Linked DNA regions of Mus musculus: regions 1, 2 and 3 are each linked to region 4. A link is a contact called in public HiChIP or PLAC-seq data. All regions are on one chromosome and are shown on one strand. Each heading gives the region's core, a stretch centred on a gene start, on an enhancer-like site or on the middle of the called end of the contact. The rest is flanking DNA. Distances are from core to core; before and after follow the strand shown.

Region 1 (4,748 bases), core at 1,650-4,149, 140 kb after region 4:
GGACTCTGGAACCTATTGTGATGTCATGCCTGCCCTCTCCACCAGCTGGCTGGGTCCTCCCACTCCTGCCTGGATCCTAGCTGGCAGACACACAGCTCGACCAGGGAAAGCTGTCATTGGGCATCTCTGAGCTAAAGCTACCATCTCTGGGCCTCAGATGGCACGGGGTCAGTCCCTGAATGAGGGAGGGATGCTTCCATACCACCTTGGCCTTGCATTAGCACAAGCCAGCTAATTAGCCTCGAGCCAGGGAGACATTCTTCCACCACCAGGCAAACTGCTGGCCTGCAGCCCAAACCAACAGGGGAACTTCAGACTCTTCGGCCCTCTCCCTCTCCCTGCCAGATGGAAATAACGTATAGCTGCAGAGGTGGGGGGAGGAGGAGAGGAACAAAAACCCAGCCGGGCCCAGGAGCCAGGCTGGAACCAGGAGTGGACACGCACTCACCGCTTTCGTTCTTCTCGATGACATCTACCACCTCCCCGGCCTGGAGGCTCAGCTCCGAGTTCTCTTGTTTCTTATAGTTGGACACCACCACGTACTGTTCCAGGATCATGGGCTCGGCGTTGGTGTCGGCACCTGGCGAGGGCAGAAAGCACGCGGTGAGCCAGCGGCCGGCTGTAGCCCCGCGGCCGGGGCGCCCTCTGTCCATCGCCCTCGAGGGAGGCTGCTCGGTCGCCAGCTCTGCACCGCGGAGCAGCCCGTAGCCAGGGCTCGCAGCTTGCCGGGCCCCAAGGACAGGCCATATAGCAAGGCCCCACACCGGCCCGCTGCACCGCGGGGACCGGGGGACATGGGGAGCCAGGGGCCGGGGGGGGGGGAGGAGAAGGGGGTGGAGAGAGGCAGAGACAGGCAGAGACGGAAGCCAAGGAAATTGAGGGAAAAGCCTGCTGCTGCGTGCGAAGCGTTAGTCACAGGCCGGCATGGGGGAGTCTGCTGAGAGGCCCGGGGCCTCCCATCTCTCCAGACTCTTGGGCTGGCCGGGGTGTGAGAGCGGGACCACAGGAGCACAGTGGGCGGCCCATGAAGGCTGAGGCCAGAACACAGGGGCGAGAAAGAAGAGAGAGGGCTGGGAGGTCCAGGAGGCTGGCTGCCTCTACCCCAAGCCTGTAAACCCGGAGAGAAAAGGAGCGGGGCTCCCCTCAGGAGGGAGAGGGAGAGAACTCCACAGCCGAGGTCCAGCAAAGAGTCAAGAGGCTTTGAGGCCGCCAATCACTAGGGCTTACTCGCAACCCTTAAATAGAAACACATGAGACCCGTCGAATGAGGAGCTGGGGGCGGAGGCAGGGGATGGGAGGAGGGCCCAGACTATTTACTTGAAACCCAAGAAGAAAGTCCCAGCGCCAGCGCTGGCGGGCCGAGCGCCCCTCCCTCCCCACGCCAACTTTTCCCCAAGTTCGGCTCCATTCCTGTCCTCCTGGTTCTCCAGGGGCCAGGCAGATAGCAGCTTTAGGCTTTCCAGAGGAGCCTTCCTGGGTCTCTCTGCCATCTCAGCCAGCAGAGGCTGCCCGGTTCCCCTTGTCTTTAAGTGCTGGGAAGTTTTAAAAGCCTTGGAGTCAAAGGCCAGGGTGTATCAGAGAGAGGGCCTGTGAGTCCTGCTTCCAGGAGCAAGGCAGTTCTTTGTCCTGTTTGGCCACTGTATTGGTGTGACATTCATTAAACAAGCACCAAGCTGGCAAATGGACAGGCTGGGTGCCATCTCGGCTTAAAGGGTATATGGCTGGATGTGCCGTCACATCTTTCCTGCTCTTCAACTGATACTGTGGACACTCCCAAAGACAGTATGCCCTGCTAGCCTTATACAAATCCACAAGCCAGAAAATGACTAATCACCTCTTTCAGGAAGCCTTCCCAGACGCTCCACCCCCGAGGGAATTCCTAGTACATTTCTTACAACCATATAGTTGCCAGTCAGTCTGTAATTCCCACAGTAGTGGCTGAGGCAGGAGAATCAGGAAGGAGTTCAACATTAGCCCGGGTTGCCAGTCAAGAAACCTGTCTCAGAACCAAAACAAATGCAAACCTCTACCCATGTTCAGGAAGGCTGGGGCTTAACACCACTAGTGTGGCCATACAAATGGCCTGGCGTTTCCAGTCTCTTGTGGTGCCTCACCCCTCGGACACACCCCTCCCTCTGCATGACTGAGTCTGACTCACATGCCAGGCAGGTATGGCTTCAGTCCACCTCGAGACGGCCCTTCTCTTCCCGTTTACCTCATAAATTAATGAGAGGCTCAGAGAGGAGCTGAAGAGGCACATGTAGTTCCCACAGCTCATATAGAGACAGCCGAAACACACACTCATGGACTTTCCGAAGGTTCAAGTCCGCCTCTCTTCTAATCACAGAATTCTGGTCTGTTTACACACACACACACACACACACACACACACACACACACACACTGTCCTTCTGACACAATGACCCTTTGCTTAGACATGTCACAGGAGCCTTTAATCCCCAAACTCTCATGCCCAGGCTTCAGAGAGCCAGTTTTAATGGGTGGGGCCTCAGTGTGAATCACTTTGCATAGCCCATCTTGTCCCACGGTTCAGATATGCAGCCAAAGTGAGAGGCACTGTTTAGACCTCTGTGACCTTTGTGAAGAAGGGTCTTTCAGGGTCTGTGGCCAGAAGATGCTAGGAGATCAAAAGAGGCTCTCCTGGGAGAGCCTCCCATGGGCCTGGTACTTTTCTCTCACAGATGTGGGGCTTTGCAGCCACAGCCGTACCCTCTGGAGACTCAGAAGCTGAGGTGTACCCCATGAGTGCACACAGGCAAGCCCCAGGCAGCCCCCTGCGAAGCCAGAATTGTATTTCAGGCAGAAGCACAACCCAACAGCTGGGCAGAAGGGCAGCCCCGCCTCTGTACACACAGTTGGCAGCTTCTGCACCAGCTAGCAATAGACTGGGCATTGGGCTGACAGGCGCCACCCCCTGTCACCCTCTCGACTGTGCCCTAGGGGATATAAGTGCTTGTCAGTGCAAGTGTAACACAACTAAAAAGCAGCCAGACACCGAGAGGACCTTAAGTGTGAAAAAATGAGGGAGAATACAAGATCCAAATGGGGGCGTGGGGGCCAGCGGCAGGAGTTCTGTAGCAGTTGAGAGCCTCCAAGTCCCGGCAGCACCACTCATGCAAGTCCTCATCAGGGCCTCTTGGGGTCAGTCCACACTCAGCACCCAACTGCAGCACAGTTCCCACAGTAGGCTCCACACAGCCTCGTGTTGCACGTGTGCAACGTGAATGTCACGAGAGGAAGCAGCCTCCTCAGCTGGGACAGACAGTACCCGAGTCTATGCCACCGAGCACATTCTTAATTCCTGCGGCACACGTGGCCTACAGGTGCCGCTGATTCTTAGTCTCTAAGAAGGACCCTGCCCCACCTGCATCCTCAGACACCTGGCACACAGGTGGCGCCAGGTGAACACTGGAGTTTGGGATTTTTACAGATCCATGCTGTTATCTCTGTTGACTAGCCCAGGCATCCATCAGTGGTAGACACTGAGTGTGTAACAGATGTACTTCCAGATAGATGCTGCGACTATGTGTCCGTCTGGGTAAAGCAGGAAGGGCCTTAGATCCCAAACGGGGACAATAAGTGACTGAACAGGAAGCGGGGAAAGGGACAAGAAGCTGGGGCAATGAGGAACAAGCAGCCCTGGGATCGAGGCCAGATGGCGGACAGGGATGTGAGGACAAAGAAGAGGTGCCAGCAAGGGGACAGATATCAGCTCATTTTGATCCAAGCCAAGAAAAATTTGAGGCAAGATTTCAAAGCAGAGGAAAAATCTACACACTCACGGGCCTCATCCAGTCTGCCTGGAAAACTGGCTAGATCCTCTAATGGCTAGGCTAGCATTCTGGGACTCAGGAAGGTAAAGCGAAGAAAACCTTCTCCAGGGTCACACAGCACGGGCAGGCAAGCTGTCACTCTTCTTGGGAGACAGCTGCACTAGCTGTGGGTCTCTCTCTTCACCCCCAGTGCCAACAGGCTCCCAGCTCTCCCCTTGCTCAGGCATCTACCTCTTGGGGTGCTGCTGCGCGCAGCGGTGGAGGGCACTAAGATGAGAAAAGGCTTGGTGGTGGGCGGTGATGTCATCTGTAGCAGCAGCCCTGGATCCCCTCCAAGGCAGGCAAGGCCTGGAAAATTGGGATCTGGAGGCGTCTGCCTGATGGAGGGGGAGGGAGCCCCTTGTGCTCAGATGAGGTTTTGGCTCTGCTCAGAGGGGTGGGCCCTTCTAGAGAGCACTGCCTCTCCTGTGTTAGAAGGGGCCTTTGCACAAGAGGTGGGTCCTTATGCTTTATTAGAGCCCTTGGCTCAGCCTACCGAAGGGTCTCTACCCTACCCCAGCCTCAACACCTGTATTCCTCCGATTACCATCTGAATAGAAATTTGGGGGGGGGGGTTGTTGTCAACTTAGGTTTCTACAGCAGACCTTTGCCAAGTCACTTCCTGGCTTCCACACCCTCAATGGGCTCCTCATGACTTAGAGAATAAGGGACAAATTCAAACCCAGTCTTTCTTGTGATTGGTGCTCCCCTGGCCCTCTGACACTCCTCCACCATTCCGCGTAGCATCCATTATTCAGCACATGAACTGAGCGCCCACGGTGACCCCATGTGCATTCGTCCTAAGCCTTTCCCGTAGGCCCTACCGTCGCCCTACATGCTTTCCCATCTCAAGCCTACCTCAGCATCTCTGCCTCTTAGGAGGCTCCCTGAGCACACCAGGCACACAGCATCTCT
Region 2 (4,674 bases), core at 371-2,870, 190 kb before region 4:
GGGAAGGGAGATATAATGATGGGGGTGGGGTGGGGGTGGTACTAAGGTCCCCAACCCAGGGTGTGTACTCAGATGAGAAGTGGTAAAAGAAGAAAGGGAGCCATTACTGCCTTTAAAAAACCATGCATGTGTGTGTGTGTGTGTGTGTGTGTGTGTGTGTGCGCGCGCGCGCGCACACACACATGTAGCAGCTGGAAGACAATCTCGGGTTTCATCATCAGGCCATCTGCCTCCTTGGAGACTGAGCCTTTTCCTGACTAGACAGCCCCAGGGATCCTCCTGTCTCTGCCACTCCAACGATGGGATTACAAGGGCACACCATCACACCCAAAAATCTTTACATAGGTTCTGGGGATTGAACTCAGATCCTGTGCAAGCATTTTACCAACCGAGCCATCTCCGAAGCCCAAGGCCATTTATTTTCAAAGAGAGATGCAGGCAGGCAGGCAGGCAGGCAGGCAGGCAGTTGGGAGCAGGCTTGGGTATTGGGGAAGTAAGCAGGCTAAAGACAGGACGTTCTGGCCAGAAACCAGAAGGCTGGCATTGCTGAGCCCCAGTGTCATGACAAGATCCGGGGTGTGCCTGACTGAAGTGGCAGTCATGTCGTCACAGGTCGGGAATGGTGAAGTGATTCAAGTCTGGTAGTTCAACATAGTCTCTACATGCAAGGAGCTGAAGCAGGGGGATTGGTGTGAGTTTGAGGTCATGGGTGGGATATGCAGGCAATTACAGATCAGGACAGATTGTAAAATGACATCCTGCTTTTAAAAATATATAATAACCAAGAATCTGAAATAAATGATCCTCAGGAATCAGAAAATAAGTGTCTGGTAAGTTCTGTCTTCGGAGGGTTGAAGAAAAGGCCCAAGTAGGGAAAGTGGCTACAACTCAACCGCTCAGGTCAGGAAATGCTGTGGTCTTGCTTGAACAAACGGTCCTTACGCTACAGCCTCCACGAGAGTCAGTACAACTATCCAAACACAGATTCGCGGGGCCAACAGTGGCTGTGCTCTGGGGCTAAGGAGCTACATTCTAAATTCAGCTGCTCTGGGGTCCAGAAATCATGTCGTTAATGACTCTGAAGATGGTGGTTCACGGCGCTGAGAAGCCGTGCTCACAGAGAGGAAGAACAATGAGTTGGCAGAAATTCTGGTCAGCTCTATATCGCGCTGAGGAATAAGGAGCTCAATTTACAAGTCCCCTCTGGGAAAGAAAACACTAACAAAATGCGTTTTAGAAAGACAAGGCAGTTTTAATGAAAAGGGGTGCCACGCCCTGAAGAGACCCAGGGGTCTCCCCCTCCCCCCCAGGGAAAGTCATTGTGCAGAAAGATAAAACTGTTCTGTACCCATTACCCAGCCGCACCCTCCTGCACTCCTAGGAGACTGCTCTGCTGAGCAGATAAGTAGTGTGGTCTCTAACAACCACACAAAAGACCTGCACAGAGCCAGGTGGGGGCACTGCCTGCTGTAAAGGTCTGCCTGAGTCACCCCTGACAGGAACCAGCTTCTCCTAGCCCTGGAGTTTTCTTCACTATCTGTGATTGGGCTCCCCTAGTCTCTGGGCAAAAGAAAGAAAGAATAAATATTAACTAAAGGTGCAGCTGTGGCAGGGTGCCCAGGCACTCCCCTCCCTTCAGCCTCCTTGCCCCCTGACCCAGAGGCTGGAACCAACCGCTGGGCTCTCAGGTTCATGATCTGCTTGGCTGCTCCTGCAGAAAGAGGGGAGAGGCGAGCATTTCTCTGCATAGCCCTGGATGGCAACCAGCCATTCATTGGCGGGAGGGGCCTTTACAGGTGGCTAAAGTGATGTATAGTCACTGCTGGGGCCTCCTGGACTCAAGTAGCTGACCCATATGATCTCCAAGTCAGCCAAAGCCAAGGCCCACATTCCTTCCATGTGTTACACTTCACCAGTTGTTACATTGTGTTATATTGTGTTACATTATGTTACATTAACCAGTAGCCAGCTAAGCAGATTGTATTCGTCACTGGGTGGTAGGGTGGGATAATTAGAGACCCAGTGATAAATTATTTGTTCAATGAGAATAATAATGCCTGCCTCACTCCTTGGCTATTGAATTAAAGAGATGTTAAAGAAATGAAAACTAAAGAAATAAATTCGTAAGTATTTTTTTTTTAAAAACATCTTTCAGGATGGGGAGATGGCCTTGTGGGTAGATACCCAGAAGCCATTGCAGTAGTGTGCATTGCTGAACTGCGTCCTGCCTTGCCGCTGGGATGCCTGGGCACAGCTGGCATGCAGCTCGGGGGAGGCAGAACGAAGTCCCCAGAATGGTGGTCTGCTGCGGGGTCTGGGACCTATGCCGTGGTTCCCAGTCTCCTATGTACCTGGGCGCCACTGGCATACAGCTGGGAGTCGGGGCACAGGGTCCATGGTCCATGCTTCCCCTTGGGGCATCCATGCACTGGACAGGAAGGGGAAGACAGAGTCCAGGAAGGGCGGGACCAGTCTGATTACAAGTGAGCTCTGGAAGAAGAGAGAGAAGGACTTCTTCGGGAGTTTAGGCGAGGCTCTTTAAGATGAAGGCCTTCCCCGCAGCTTGCTTGGTCATATTGGTTTATTTGATGGTGGATATTAATTGCATACACTTCACTCAGGGTGAACCGGGGATCAAATACCTTTTGCGGGAAGGAGTGCACAGGAAGGGAAGCTAATTGGCTGAACCCTCAGGGGCTTATCTAGGTACCTCATTAGTGTGGAGTACTTGAGGTTTTTTATGCCACATGACTGATCACCACGGTCCTCAGTGGGGTGTTGTGGTTTCTGTTCCAGGGCAGGTAGAGGCGGCAGGGAACGGCTCCGCTCCTGCCGGTCTCAATCCCGAGATCCCTGGGACTTGCGCTCACTCAGCCTGACCACTTCTCATGCCTGCCTGGTAACAAGCTCCCATATGCCCTACAGTGCATCATCCTAGCATTTCTACAGCAACACAGACAGAAGAATTCCCAGACGCTTGTGGGCCACTTACCCTAGGGTTGCACCAGAGAACAAGAGACCCTATTTCAAACAAGATGGGATGCAAAGACCAACATCCAAAGTTGTTTCTGATCTCTACATGTGAGCCAGGGCAGGTGTGGTGCCCACACTCACAGACATGAAAACACACGTGCATGCACACACAAACACACAGACACACCAGACAGATACATGCAAACATATCAATAGTTTTAAAAGAAAGTGGGGGGTGGCAGGGAATGGCTCAGTGGGTAAGAGCACCTGACTGCTCTTCCGAAGGTCCGAAGTTCAAATCCCAGCAACCACATGGTGGCTTACAACCATCCATAAAGAGATCTGACTCCTTCTTCTGGAGTGTCTGAAGACAGCTACAGTGTACTTACATATAATAAAAATAAATAAATCTTTAAAAGAAAGAAAGAGAGAGAGAGAGAGAGAAAGGAAGGAAGGAAGGAAGGAAGGAAGGAAGGAAGGAGGAAGGAAGGAAGGAAGGAGGAAGGAAGGAAGGAAGGAAGGGGAGTGTGGTGTCTCGTGCCTTTAATCCCAGCACTCAAGACACAGAAGCAGACAGATCTCTCTGTGAGCTCAGTGCCATCTGGTCACCGTGGCAAGTTGTAGGTCAATCAAGTGCTACATAGTGAGATCGCAAAAATTAAAAAACAAATAACTAGCCGGGCGTGGTGGCACACGCCTTTAATCCCAGCACTTGGGAGGCAGAGGCAGGCGGATTTCTGAGTTCGAGACCAGCCTGGTCTACAAAGTGAGTTCCAGGACAGCCAGGGCTATACAGAGAAACCCTGTCTCGAAAAACCAAAAAAAAAAAAAAAAAAAAAACCCAAACAAAACCAAACCAAACCAAACCAAAACCAAAACAAAAAAAAACCAAAAACAAATAAATAGATTTCTTAAAACCTTGAGTAATACATTTCAACTCCTGACCTTTAGGTCCTGACACTCACCACGCAGGCTCTGCTTGCAATGATCAGCACTGCGACCTCTATTCAAAGTGTTCCACTAACCAAGACCTTGGCTCAAATCCTAAGTTGGGCAAGGGACAAGCTGTTGGTCAACACTGCCCCCTAGTGGTAAATTTACCAACTGCACAGAGACCGGCCACCAGTCTTTCTCTGGGCTCACTGGGTAACTCCTGGAAAAACCTTAAACTCCTTGCCCCCGAAACAGCCTTAGGCTCAATCCCAGCCAAGAGCCAGTCTGCTCTCTGTGTGGCTTATGTCTTTGTACTTCATAAGTGGTACTCATCCGTACTTTAAATCTTTAGCAAAATCCTGTTCAGATCCTGACTCGTCCAAAAGAACCCTGACCCTAATCAGCCCAAATCTCCCCAAACTTTCTTCAATGTCTCCTTTATTGGGTTAGTTGCCTGTATGAGTTATTTCTAAACTATAGAGGTGTATATATATATATATATATACATATATATATACACATATATATATACACATACACATATATATGTGTATATATATATATATGTATATATAATTCCCGTTTTACAAAACTGTTCGAACAGTTTTCAGAGCCTGAGCTAACTACATATATTCTTTTTTTTTTAAGATTTTTTTTTAATATGATGTGCACACTTCAGACACACCAGAAGAGGGCATTGATACCCATTACAGATGAGCCACTGTGTGGTTGCTGGGAATTGAACTCAGGACCTCTGGAAGAGCAGTC
Region 3 (5,292 bases), core at 530-3,029, 180 kb after region 4:
TCTCCCACAGACTTGCTTCCCTCGGGTTCTGGAGCCCAGATAGGGGCAGGAATGGTGGCAGTTGCTATTGAACCACCCTTCCCACCCCCATTAAACACTGCCTTCTCAATGGTGGGGAGACGGGAAGAATCCCTCATTGCTGTCCCGATTACCGATCCCAACAGTGACAGGAGCCCTACATTGGTCAAGTGTTCCCGCCATGTAGCTTCGAAACCACGTCTCTGACAGCGCTTGGCTCACCGTGACATGCCTGTGGTAGATATGCCTAACCCCATTCCCTAGAGACTCCCCAGGAGGCTGCTCCCCACCACAGCCTCTCCTGTATATGGGCCCCATGGGTTCTCCAAGGCCCATGGCAGGAGCCCTCCTGGACTGGATAGCTGTTAGATTGCTTCCTATTCAGCCACTGTACCTGAGACACCAGCAGTGCAGCCCCCCTGAGCATCCCTGCCTCTTCCAGGCAGCACAGACCTTGTGCCCCGAGGCAGTGCCAGTCCAGTCTCCACTAGGTAGGGTCAATGTTCACAGTAGCACCAACTAGATGCTCCACTCAGTACTGTATCTGCAGAGAACCTACTGGGTCTCAGGTTCAAAAGAGCTCACTCCTTATCTCTGGGGCTGTGAGACGGAAAGAAGATGTCAAGGTGGCTGTGAAAGAGATGGGGAGGGAGGGTAAATCAGACGATGAGGCACTGAAGGGAGAGAAGAGAAGGAAGACAGGGCCCTGGGGTTAGAGCTGGGGAGGTTGGCTTCCCAGGAATAGGACATGAGAGAAGCCCAGTGAGTCACCCTTAGCACAGTGTACATCACCCATGTCTAACTCACTCAGGCCTTTGGGACTCCCCACAATTGCTGTGTGCCAGTGGGCTGTATGTGGGCTGACAGGGGTGCTGGGCATCCCTGGAGTCAGGCACGCCTATAGCTTGAGCTGCTGGCTCCTGCAGAGCTGTTACTACTAACACTGGCTGCCTCCCTCCCTCTCTCCCTGCCCGGTGTCATCTCCCAAATGAACTGCAAGAACTGGGTATGACGGATGGTAAGCCAAGGTAAATATTGCTCTTGGGGTGATCTGGTCTCGGTGGTATGCCTGATAAGGCCCTCTCAGTCACTAAATCTGGGCCCAATGGTACACAGACATCCATGCAAGCAAACCAGCCGTAATGCAGTGGTGATACACTTTCCAGGAAGAGTGGTAAACATATTCTGAAATTGGTAGTGATAGCCACACAGTGGGGACTGGGCTGCTAGTTGTCACATCAGTGGTACACTTGAGACCATTTGAAAGGCTGGATGTAGCTGGCGGGGGGGGGGGGGGGGGGGGGAGCGTCTGAGCCTCAGCACTGAGTTAGACTCTCAGGCTCACAGCCTGTCAGTGGCAGTTCTAGGCTGGGTGGGACACAAAGTCAGCTGTATGCACTCTTGATCACCCCCACCTCCACCTCTACCTCTGCCCCAGTGACAAGTAAGCTGGCTACCTGCTAGAGAGCCAGAGGGATTGATTATAGTTAGTGGGAGGAAGCCTAGATTTTTCTGGGTGCTTCTTGGAACAGGCTTCCTGTGCCCACCAGATGGCGCCCATCCTTAGAGTTTTATCCAGGAGCTCTGGAGGCCAGAGGAAAGTCTCCAGGACCACCCCTGGTGTCTCTATAGACATACACCTTGGGGTGGGGGTGGGGAGGGGGTGGAGATACAGCCATTTGCCTCAACTGAAGTAGGGATTACCAGCTTCCTGGGAGAATAACAATAGACAGACAGTACCAATGCAGGTGGCTGTAATACTCAGTCTTACCACCAGGTGGCGAAAGATACACACAGATCTGGAATGAGGCACTGGTTCTAAGGATCTCAAAGTTAGACTGGCGCTCAAACTCCAACCTTAAGCGCCTTACAGACCACTATAGCAAAGGATCCTAGGGATTTCAGAAAGCTTGCTCCTCACTTTGAGGTAGTGTTTGTTTGTTTCTCTGCTTGCTTGCTTGTGTTTTCTGCTCTTATAGCCATTATACCTAAGTTGTTACACACTTGGACCACAGCAATAGGCACCTAGTTCTGACAGGACCACAAGATATCAGAGCCAGGAGGAACTCAGAGACACCCAGATTCTGTCCCCATATCTGATGCCAGTGTCGATGGAGCTAGTAATGGCCTTGTACCCACCTCCTCTCAGAACACTTCCTAAGGCTCCTTCAGAGACAGCCTCTTTCCTGAGGTTGGCTGCAGACTCCCTCCGGGTAGGTGTCCCCACCTGCTCTCTGACTTGAGTAGCTGACCATCCCTTGGTCTCAGGTAGAAGGCCTTTATGCTCTTTATGCGAGCCTCCGAGCACCTGACCAGGCTGGCCCGGTGCTGTGGGAAGCCCTGAGCCTACACAATCTCTTCTCCTGCCCCACTGGATCAGCAGCTGCCATTGTTAGAAGAGCCCTGGGCCTTAAACAATTAAGCACCAAGTAGGTGGAGGTGGAGCTGGGTTCAGCACCTGTGATGCTATCTGCTGCCTCCCACAGGGTGAGCACTCCCTTGCAGTGCCTTCCTCCCTCAGACTGAGTTTCCTTGCCAGGGATGAGGCTGTACCTCGGACATTGGCCCCTGGGCCTCACAAAGTATATAGTCAGCTGATGAACAGCCTTCTCCCTGGTGCCATCAGAAGGCCTGCGTCAGAGTGGAGAAGGCCCAGTTTTAAGTTCAGCTCTGATTTGCACTGTCCCTGAGAGGTCACCAACTGGGGGGTTATACTCAAGAGTAGACAGCTATGGTCAGAATGAGCCTTTGGGCTTTGAGGAGAAAGGGGCCACCCGTCCTGGGGGAGGCAGAACACCTGCCTGCTGGATAGACCTGCGTGGGTGGGTAGATGGGGCTTACCTGTCCTGATGGAGATGCCCCAGGGTACCTGGGCCTCAGCCATGAGACAGGAAGTATGTGGAAATGAGAGACACCCACACCCCAACTCCTCCCAAGGCTGGGGATCAGGGGAGAACAGAAAGCACAATGTGAGAAAAATACCAGGACCCCAGGTCACCCTGTAGAGGCACCCCTATATTTTCCCTACGCTCTTGTTTAAGGGAGCCAGAAACCCTGTGTCAGCCCTGACGACAGCCTTTCGGCCTGCACCAAGCCCTCACTGACCTTTGCTGGAGTGACGGTCAGGCCAGACAAGGGCTTTTGAATCCTCGTCCCTCCTGTTGGTCTATCCAGCATGGTAGCGGGGACACAGAGGCTCTGTTCCTCGGTGCGGACACATTTCCCGTGGGCACCTTTGCACCCAGGTAGAAGGGACTGTGGTGGAGGTGGGCAGAATGCACTTACAGAGTCCTGTGCCCTTCCTCATCCAATCTCTCTCTGACCCACAGCCACTGGGCCGGGCTGGGTAAGACCGATTCTATGAAGAGATTCTCTGTGCATTAGCCAGTGGCCGCGGATGGGTTGCTGGGAGCACAGGGTGGCCCATGTCCCTGGCCAGACGAATGATGACAGATGAATAGAGTTGCCTAGCTGAGGGTCTCACCAGGACGCAGCCCAGCATAAGGTGGGGCTGGCTCTCAACCCCAGTGCCTCAGCCGGAGACCAGCTGGCTGCCTAAGCACCTAGGGGAAGAACCTGGAGGGAGGGCTCTGTGAGACGCCTCCAAACATAACCTACAGCTAGAGCCAGGTCCGTTCTCATTACCAGTTTCCCATCTGTACGGGATCGGGAGAGGAACCTTTGAACCTGGGTACAAAATAAGAATCAGGGGTTTGAAGAGAAGTGGTCCACTGAAGGTCACAGCAGCGCTGTGTGTTCTGACTGGACCACTAAGATTAACTCAGTGCAAGATTCAAACCTAGTTGTAGCCTTGAGTTGGCCTGTGTAGTTCCTAGCATATAGTAGGTGCTCAGTAAATACCTAGGCGTAAAGGAAGACTGCAGGAGGGACTCTCCCTGGACCTCTCTCCCACCTTCCATTTCCGTCCCAGGGAGAGGTGAGAAGAGCGGGGGAAGCAGCCAAGGCGTGCTCCACACGGCGTCTGTTGCTCTAACCAGCCCACGGATGGCTGAGCGACTTACACAGGTTGTAAAGCCACTGCCACCAAGGCTCTGCTCCCAGCCACAATGCATCCTGAATTCTGACTAAAATGTCACAGGTAAAGCTGGTGCCCTGCCTTGCAAGCAGGCCAGTTGAGTTTGAGAACGTGGGGACCCCAAAAACAGTCACCTCAAACTCTCAGAAACCTGGCCGCATTGCCAAGGTGCCCTTACACTGTCCCCCTGCTGGGTCTGAGGCAGGCTGATAGTTCCCTCTGTCCTAGACCACCTAGGACATGGGGAAATGAGGTGATCGGTCCATCTCCTCCTGGGACTTCCTAGTTTTACCAGCTGGTCCTGGATCAACCACCGCTGCCCGGCAGGAAGTGGGAGGAGCCTGGGCCTCAGGAAGTGGGAGGAGCCTGGACCCCGCTACAGCGAGTCTCTGCATCTAACCTCACCCTTCCCCACCTTGCCTGCTCTGTTCCTTCTTCCCCGGGAAAGCCTTATTCCTGTTTCCCAGGTATGCCATCTTACCCCTGAGACGGCCTGTCCCTGTGTGCCTGCTCCTGTGGCGCAAGAGCAGAGCTACCATAGGGATGCCAGGGTACGTGCCCAGGGTGCTGAGGTTGGTAGTGGAGCCAGGGCTTTCCCGGTTTGGCAGAGGGACTTTCCAGCAACACTTTGGCCCCCGAGACAGAAAGAAGCTGGCCTTCGAGGCAGACTGGGGCAAGATGGTTCTGATCTGCACAGACCCTACCACCACCCACTTGGAGTCTCTCTGAACATTGGGACATTGTTCTGGGCCTCAACAGAGGGCTCAGTGGCCCCGAGGCTGAAGAACAAAAACTAGTTTAGCAGGACTCTGCCTGTCGCCATGAAATTTCAAGAATTTCATCAGGGCAGGCTGGACAGGGGGGAATAAACAGAGAGCAGAGCTCACTGCCTGAGGGGTCCCTGCAGAAACCAAGGAGTGAGGCGAGCAGAGTCAGGGCCAATCGTCCTCCGGTATTGGTCGGGACAGTGGGCATATTTTTGGGTGTTGGGATGGGGACACAGGCAGAGCGCCCCCCCCCACACTTGTCTAGATTCATCCTGGCTGTCAGAACAAACACAGCATTCCCAGTATATCGGAACTGAATTCCCTCTCGTTTTAAGTGAGGGTTTTAAATTTAAACACTCTAAAATCTTATTCATCTATTTGTGTGGGCGGGCGACGTGCCACGGCGCATGTGCGGCGCTTAGAGGACAACGTGTGGGAGTCAGTTCCCGCTTTCCTCCCCGTGGGTCCCCA
Region 4 (4,726 bases), core at 654-3,153:
TCATTTGGCCTTCATTTTTCTTCTGCTTTGCCCATGGCCCACATTTAGGCCTGTGTGGGGCCTGTAATCTCCCTTTGGGGCCTTGGGTCCACCCCTATCCTGTACCAAGGCTTCCCAGGCCACAGAAGCGGGCTTATTCCAGAAGGACTCAGAGCCTCTCCAGCCACTCTCTACAAATCCCAGCCAGAACCCTGCACTTCACACACACTCCAGGGGAATTAGTCTCCTCTATACAGGCTCCACATATTTATTCTGACTCATAAAATGCCTGATCTCCCCAGCTATGTGTAATCTGTATGTCCTCATTCTCTCTCTCTCTCTCTCTCTCTCTCTCTCTCTCTCTCTCTCTCTCTGTGTGTGTGTGTGTGTGTGTGTGTGCTTTATGTATGTAGCTGTTAAGAGCCCACAGATTGCTGACAAATGAATCATCATTTGGGGAATAAGTGTTGGGAAGACACCGCCTATAAATAAGACACCAGTCCCTGACCATTCTGTAGCCAGTCAGCACCTGATCCCAGGCACCCCAGAGGCTTGGGGCTGGGGCTGGGACTGGGGGCCTGGTTGTCTTTCTCCTCAAACACCAGAGCATACCTTTCACAGGTATTTCTAGCTTGCCTGGAGTCTCTGAAACTTAAGGATATAACATGTGCAATCAGAGGAGAGTAAAAGGCAGGACAGGGGGCTAAAGGGGATCAGAGATGATGTCTAAAGATCACAGTAGGATTTTACTGCTGGCAGGCATGGGGATCCATTCACTGTACAAATACTTCTGAGAATCCGCATGTCCCTGCCCTGGGAGCTAGAACACTGTGAGGAAAGTGGCTGGCCGACTCTCCCCTCAGCAAGCTTATTCTCTATCAAGAGAAGCCGAATCTAACCAAGCAGAAAAGGCTACTTTTAGGCAAAGTCATATAAAAGCCACGAAGAGAATGGGATGACCCTATGGAGAATGATAGAGAGAGGCAGAGATGCTTAGCTGGGGTGGTCAGGAAAGAGCTGTGCCTACACATTGAGGATGGGTCCTATGGAGAAACTTCCAGAAAAGGATGGAGGAGATGTCTGTGTCCCACTCATGACCCAGGGCTCACTCTGGATCCGAGTTGGGAAAGTCCGGTTAGAGTGAGCGATGGCCCCGAGAAGCAGCAAGGCTGATGAAGGTGTGAGATGGACAGACGGACTGTCTTCTCCCCCATGATACACTGGGAGAAATAACCGCCCCAGATCCAAGATGACTTCCTGGTCCCTCCTGCAGGTAGCAGTGCTGAGCTACACAGATGGAAGAGTCACGTGAACAGGACATTTACAGACTGCCCCCTTCCTCGAGGAAGCCACCTTGGTCTACTATAGGCTATAGCACCCCCTCTATCCCTTCCCCAATCTCTTAGTTTTCCAGCTGACAGAATAATTCAACTTGGAACCGATATCTCTCTCATGGTTTGTACCTGAGCTGGGTCCCATCGGCTTGCTTCTGGTCTTGTGGTTCTCCGTTCTTGAACATGCAAAGGATGTTTGAACAGTCAGGAAATGGTCTGACTGGGGTTCTGATTGGAAGTTCCAACTACAGCGAAGGGGAGGTGACTGTATTCCTGATCTCAATTGTCTTAATTCATTATCCACTCACTCCTGAGCGTTTTAACACGTGCCAGGCCCTGAATCCCGTGCTAGGGAGCCTCCATTAGGGCTACCTCGCCACGCCCTGGCTCCGGGGCTCCCAGCGTTGTGGCGGTCCTCTTCCTCTTGTTTTCAGGTTCTATGTCCCAGGACAGGGAGACGCTCAACCTCCGAAGCTCCCATCTATTCCTGACGTCAGGTCCGGAGCAGTGCCGCCCCCAACCCTGGGTCCCGCGCGCCTTCGAGAACTTATAGCCAGCGGGAACGCGGCGCGCCCCGAGACCCACATCTGGCAGAGCGGGCGCGCGCGTGTCACTAAGACGCTCATTAACCTGCGCAGCTGTCGCCATAACAACCGGAGCCCCGGAGTCCTGGCGACGCTAGGGCGGGGGTTGGGGGCGGCGGCCTCGGGAGGGACCTGGCGGGAGCGGGGGCGGTCCACACGAGCCGGGCGCTGCAAGCTCACCCGCGGGCGGGAGGGCGCCACGCACGTCGCCGCGGCCGTCCCCGCGGGCGGGGACCGAGCCCGCCGACGAGCCTCCGAGCAGCCGCGCGCCGAGCCCCGACTCTATGGCCCGCGGGGAGCGCGCCGCCGCTGCGCCGCCCACCCGCAGCCGGAATCCGAGCTCCAGCACCAGGCAGAGCGCAGCGGCTCGCGCCGCGGGCCGGGGCCCAGGGGCCGGGCCGCCCCGGGCGCGGGGCATGGGAGCCCGGTAGCCGGGTGGCGCGAGGACCCCCACGGCGGGCAGGACCCGCCGAGCGAAGACCGCCAAGCCCAGGGAGAGCCGGAGACAGCAAACCGCCCGCCCCCGGTCGCAGCCCCGCCAGGGCCCTCCCCTGGCAGCGCGCACCCGCGCGCGCACACACTTGCACACCTTTCCTCCGCTCCTGCCCAGCCTTGCCTGGCTCCCGCCGGAGCACCCCCGGGGGGCCGATGCCATGGGTAACAACTTCTCCAGTGTCTCCTCTCTGCAGCGAGGAAACCCGAGCCGCGCGTCGCGGGGCCACCCCCAGAACCTCAAAGGTAGGCTTCGCTGACCGGGGAGCAATTGCAGGGAGGGTTGCGGCGCAGGTGGAGTGGTGGGCAGGGGTGCGGTTGGGGACGACCGGCAGGTGCCACCTGTTGTGTGCATTTGGAGGGCGGGAGAGGCGCTTCTGACAGTGGAGGTGGGCTGTGGTGGCAGCTGACCGGTGCTGATGGTGGAGATGAGGGAGGATGGCGGTCGGTGGGGGTCTGCGCAATTCTCCTTATCTGCCCTGGCAACGTCACTGGAGTCCCCTCCAGTGATGCTAAGCGGTGAGAAGAGGTGGGAAAAACATTTGCCGGCTGGATAGGGCAGTGTGGAGGGAAACCTAGGTTTTTCCAGATGAGCCTCCCAAGAGAGTCATTGTGGTCTTTTTTGCATTTGCCTAGGGCTGGGGGAGATCCCGCTGGAAGCACTAGTTGCATTTCCAAGCAGAGGGTCTTAGAGATTCAGGACTAGAAGGGCAGACGCGTGCTCCCGGGGTCTTTGCAAGTGGGTGATCTTTTGCACCGTCTGAGTCAGGTTGTTTGGTTTTGTTTGTTTATTTGTTTGTTTGTTTGTTTTGTGCATCCAAAGACAAAGTATCTGGTCTGAACCCTAGAAAGAGGGGAAGGGAGCTTCCAAACAGATGGAACGTTATCGGGAGGGTTTGCTGTCTATGGCCCATCCAGCACCCTCTGGGGGAGGCCCGAGGCTCTGCCCCAGGCCTTCCAGCTTCCAACATGTCTCTGACCTTTGGAAGATGCTGCTTGGTTTCCTGGGCGCCTGGACCCAGCTAATTCTCTCTGGAAAGCTGATTTTTTTTTTTTTCATCTTTATTAGAGACAGGTTGCACTTAGTTCTAGGGGCACAGTGATAGCTAAAAGTCCCAGGGCTTCCTAAACAGCAATAAGAACAATTAAAAAACAAAACAAAACAAAACCCACAGCATGGCACAAAACAACTTAAGTTCCTCAAGTCTCCCAGGATATGACTAGGGTAGTAGAGTACCCTTTAGCCCAGAGCCTTGGTGTTCATGGAGGATGTTCACAGGTCCCTTTTCAGGGAGTACAGACATTCTCTGGTTTTAGTCAGCAGAGCAACAGTAACCATATTCACTTTACAGAGGAGGGGAACTGAGGCTTGTTTCTTGAATTAGAAACAGCTAGGCTTCAGACCCTAGAGGCTTGGAACTCTTGTCTCTTCTTGCAGTTAGCTTCAGGATGGAGAAGGGATGACAGATGTACCACTGTCCTGCATTCTAACCCAGTCTTTCAGAACTTCACCTCTACCCTGCTCCGGAAAATTAGTGGGTCTTGGTGGATTTCTGGAAATTAATATGGTGACACTTGCAAAGGTCCTCTAGTGTCATGTTTATTGACCTTGTAATTCCTCATAGAACTGATGGGAGGAAAATGGAGATGCAGGTGGTACTTACGGCCATTAGGATGCTCCTGACAGTATCACTTAGACGAGGAACACAAGCTAAATGCCTAGGAATCATGGGGGAGGATGTGCCATCACTAAGATTACATTTTCAAAGACTCTGATGACTTGGGGAAGTGCTCACAGCATAAGAACGGTTTGTAAAGCGACAAAGACTTTGTGACCCCCGTCCCCTCTGTGCTTCCCATTTTGCTAAAAGGCGGTTATGTCGATCGAAAGGAAAAAGCAGTAATTACAAATAAATAAGAGCCAAGAAGGAACATTTCTCAAAGGTGCTGGGAAATGAATCATATGGGATTTCCCTTCTTTTTTTTTTAATTTATGTTTTCTTTAAAAAATGTGTTCAATAAAAATAAGTTAATATTTTTAAGTTAGTTTCATATATATATATGTATATGTGTCTATCTGCACACACACACACACACACACACACACACACATATATCCCTCTCCCCTTCTCCCCCTCAGCCTCTCTTACTTCCCTTCCATCCTTATGAGCGTCCCTCATCTCTACCTGTCCCTTTCTTAGGTTCATGATTTTTTATTTTGATGAGCCCCTCCCCCTCATTTTTAAATCGAGGGCCATCCGTGTAACCAGTGGGTTCGAGCTATGCGCTGGTGTCTGCTGCGGTCACTAGTGGACACACCACTTTCCCCTGGATCTG

What was found. HiChIP or PLAC-seq counts read pairs in DNA pulled down with a chosen protein or histone mark.
Region 1: an HNF4G HiChIP or PLAC-seq map of pancreatic cancer cells shows a contact between it and region 4. The contact joins the enhancer-like site here to the promoter of Neurl1a in region 4. A contact is called at or near these places in 4 of 39 promoter capture datasets (the C10 cell line, cranial neural crest and liver), 1 of 15 datasets of contacts at CTCF or cohesin (the NIH/3T3 cell line), 10 of 484 Hi-C or Micro-C datasets (adipose-derived mesenchymal stem cells, bone marrow-derived macrophages, cerebral cortex and 5 more), 8 of 115 datasets of contacts at active chromatin or transcription factors (cardiomyocytes, embryonic basal ganglia, embryonic fibroblasts and 4 more) and 3 of 9 other capture datasets (adipose tissue, liver and pancreatic islet).
Region 2: a contact with region 4 is called in an HNF4G HiChIP or PLAC-seq map of pancreatic cancer cells. The contact joins the enhancer-like site here to the promoter of Neurl1a in region 4. A contact is called at or near these places in 5 of 484 Hi-C or Micro-C datasets (the Ba/F3 cell line, the G1E-ER4 cell line, the N1E-115 cell line and 1 more) and 1 of 115 datasets of contacts at active chromatin or transcription factors (pancreatic cancer cells).
Region 3: a contact with region 4 is called in an HNF4G HiChIP or PLAC-seq map of pancreatic cancer cells. The contact joins the enhancer-like site here to the promoter of Neurl1a in region 4. A contact is called at or near these places in 12 of 39 promoter capture datasets (the C10 cell line, the HPC-7 cell line, cranial neural crest and 8 more), 43 of 484 Hi-C or Micro-C datasets (3T3-L1-derived adipocytes, the CH12 cell line, ECoMG myeloid progenitors and 29 more), 16 of 115 datasets of contacts at active chromatin or transcription factors (bone marrow-derived dendritic cells, bone marrow-derived macrophages, craniofacial prominence and 9 more) and 2 of 9 other capture datasets (embryonic stem cells and liver).

The regions. Positions count from the first base shown.
Region 1 is chr19:47,313,587-47,318,334 of GRCm38.p6, forward strand. It overlaps Sh3pxd2a (SH3 and PX domains 2A), which reads right to left. Exons shown (of 15, transcript NM_008018.4): 8 at 449-580. Among named protein-coding and RNA genes, the nearest start is that of Gm29834, 29 kb to the left of the region's middle. Within about 2 kb of position 2,900, at least 150 of the 459 cell types and tissues checked have an H3K27ac peak or open chromatin away from gene starts, as enhancers often do. A contact at or near this core is called in the NIH/3T3 cell line, adipose tissue, cerebral cortex and 6 more, where this site is marked.
Region 2 is chr19:46,987,296-46,991,969 of GRCm38.p6, forward strand. It overlaps a transcript of Nt5c2 not described here. Among named protein-coding and RNA genes, the nearest start is that of Ina, 25 kb to the right of the region's middle. Within about 2 kb of position 1,621, at least 127 of the 459 cell types and tissues checked have an H3K27ac peak or open chromatin away from gene starts, as enhancers often do. A contact at or near this core is called in the Ba/F3 cell line, the G1E-ER4 cell line, embryonic stem cells and 1 more, where this site is marked.
Region 3 is chr19:47,354,967-47,360,258 of GRCm38.p6, forward strand. All of the region lies in intron 5 of Sh3pxd2a (SH3 and PX domains 2A), which reads right to left. Among named protein-coding and RNA genes, the nearest start is that of Gm36885, 70 kb to the right of the region's middle. Within about 2 kb of position 1,780, at least 40 of the 459 cell types and tissues checked have an H3K27ac peak or open chromatin away from gene starts, as enhancers often do. A contact at or near this core is called in bone marrow-derived macrophages, embryonic cerebral cortex, hippocampal neurons and 1 more, where this site is marked.
Region 4 is chr19:47,176,917-47,181,642 of GRCm38.p6, forward strand. It overlaps Neurl1a (neuralized E3 ubiquitin protein ligase 1A), which reads left to right and starts at 1,904. Exons shown (of 6, transcript NM_021360.4): 1 at 1,904-2,635. The coding sequence starts at 2,551.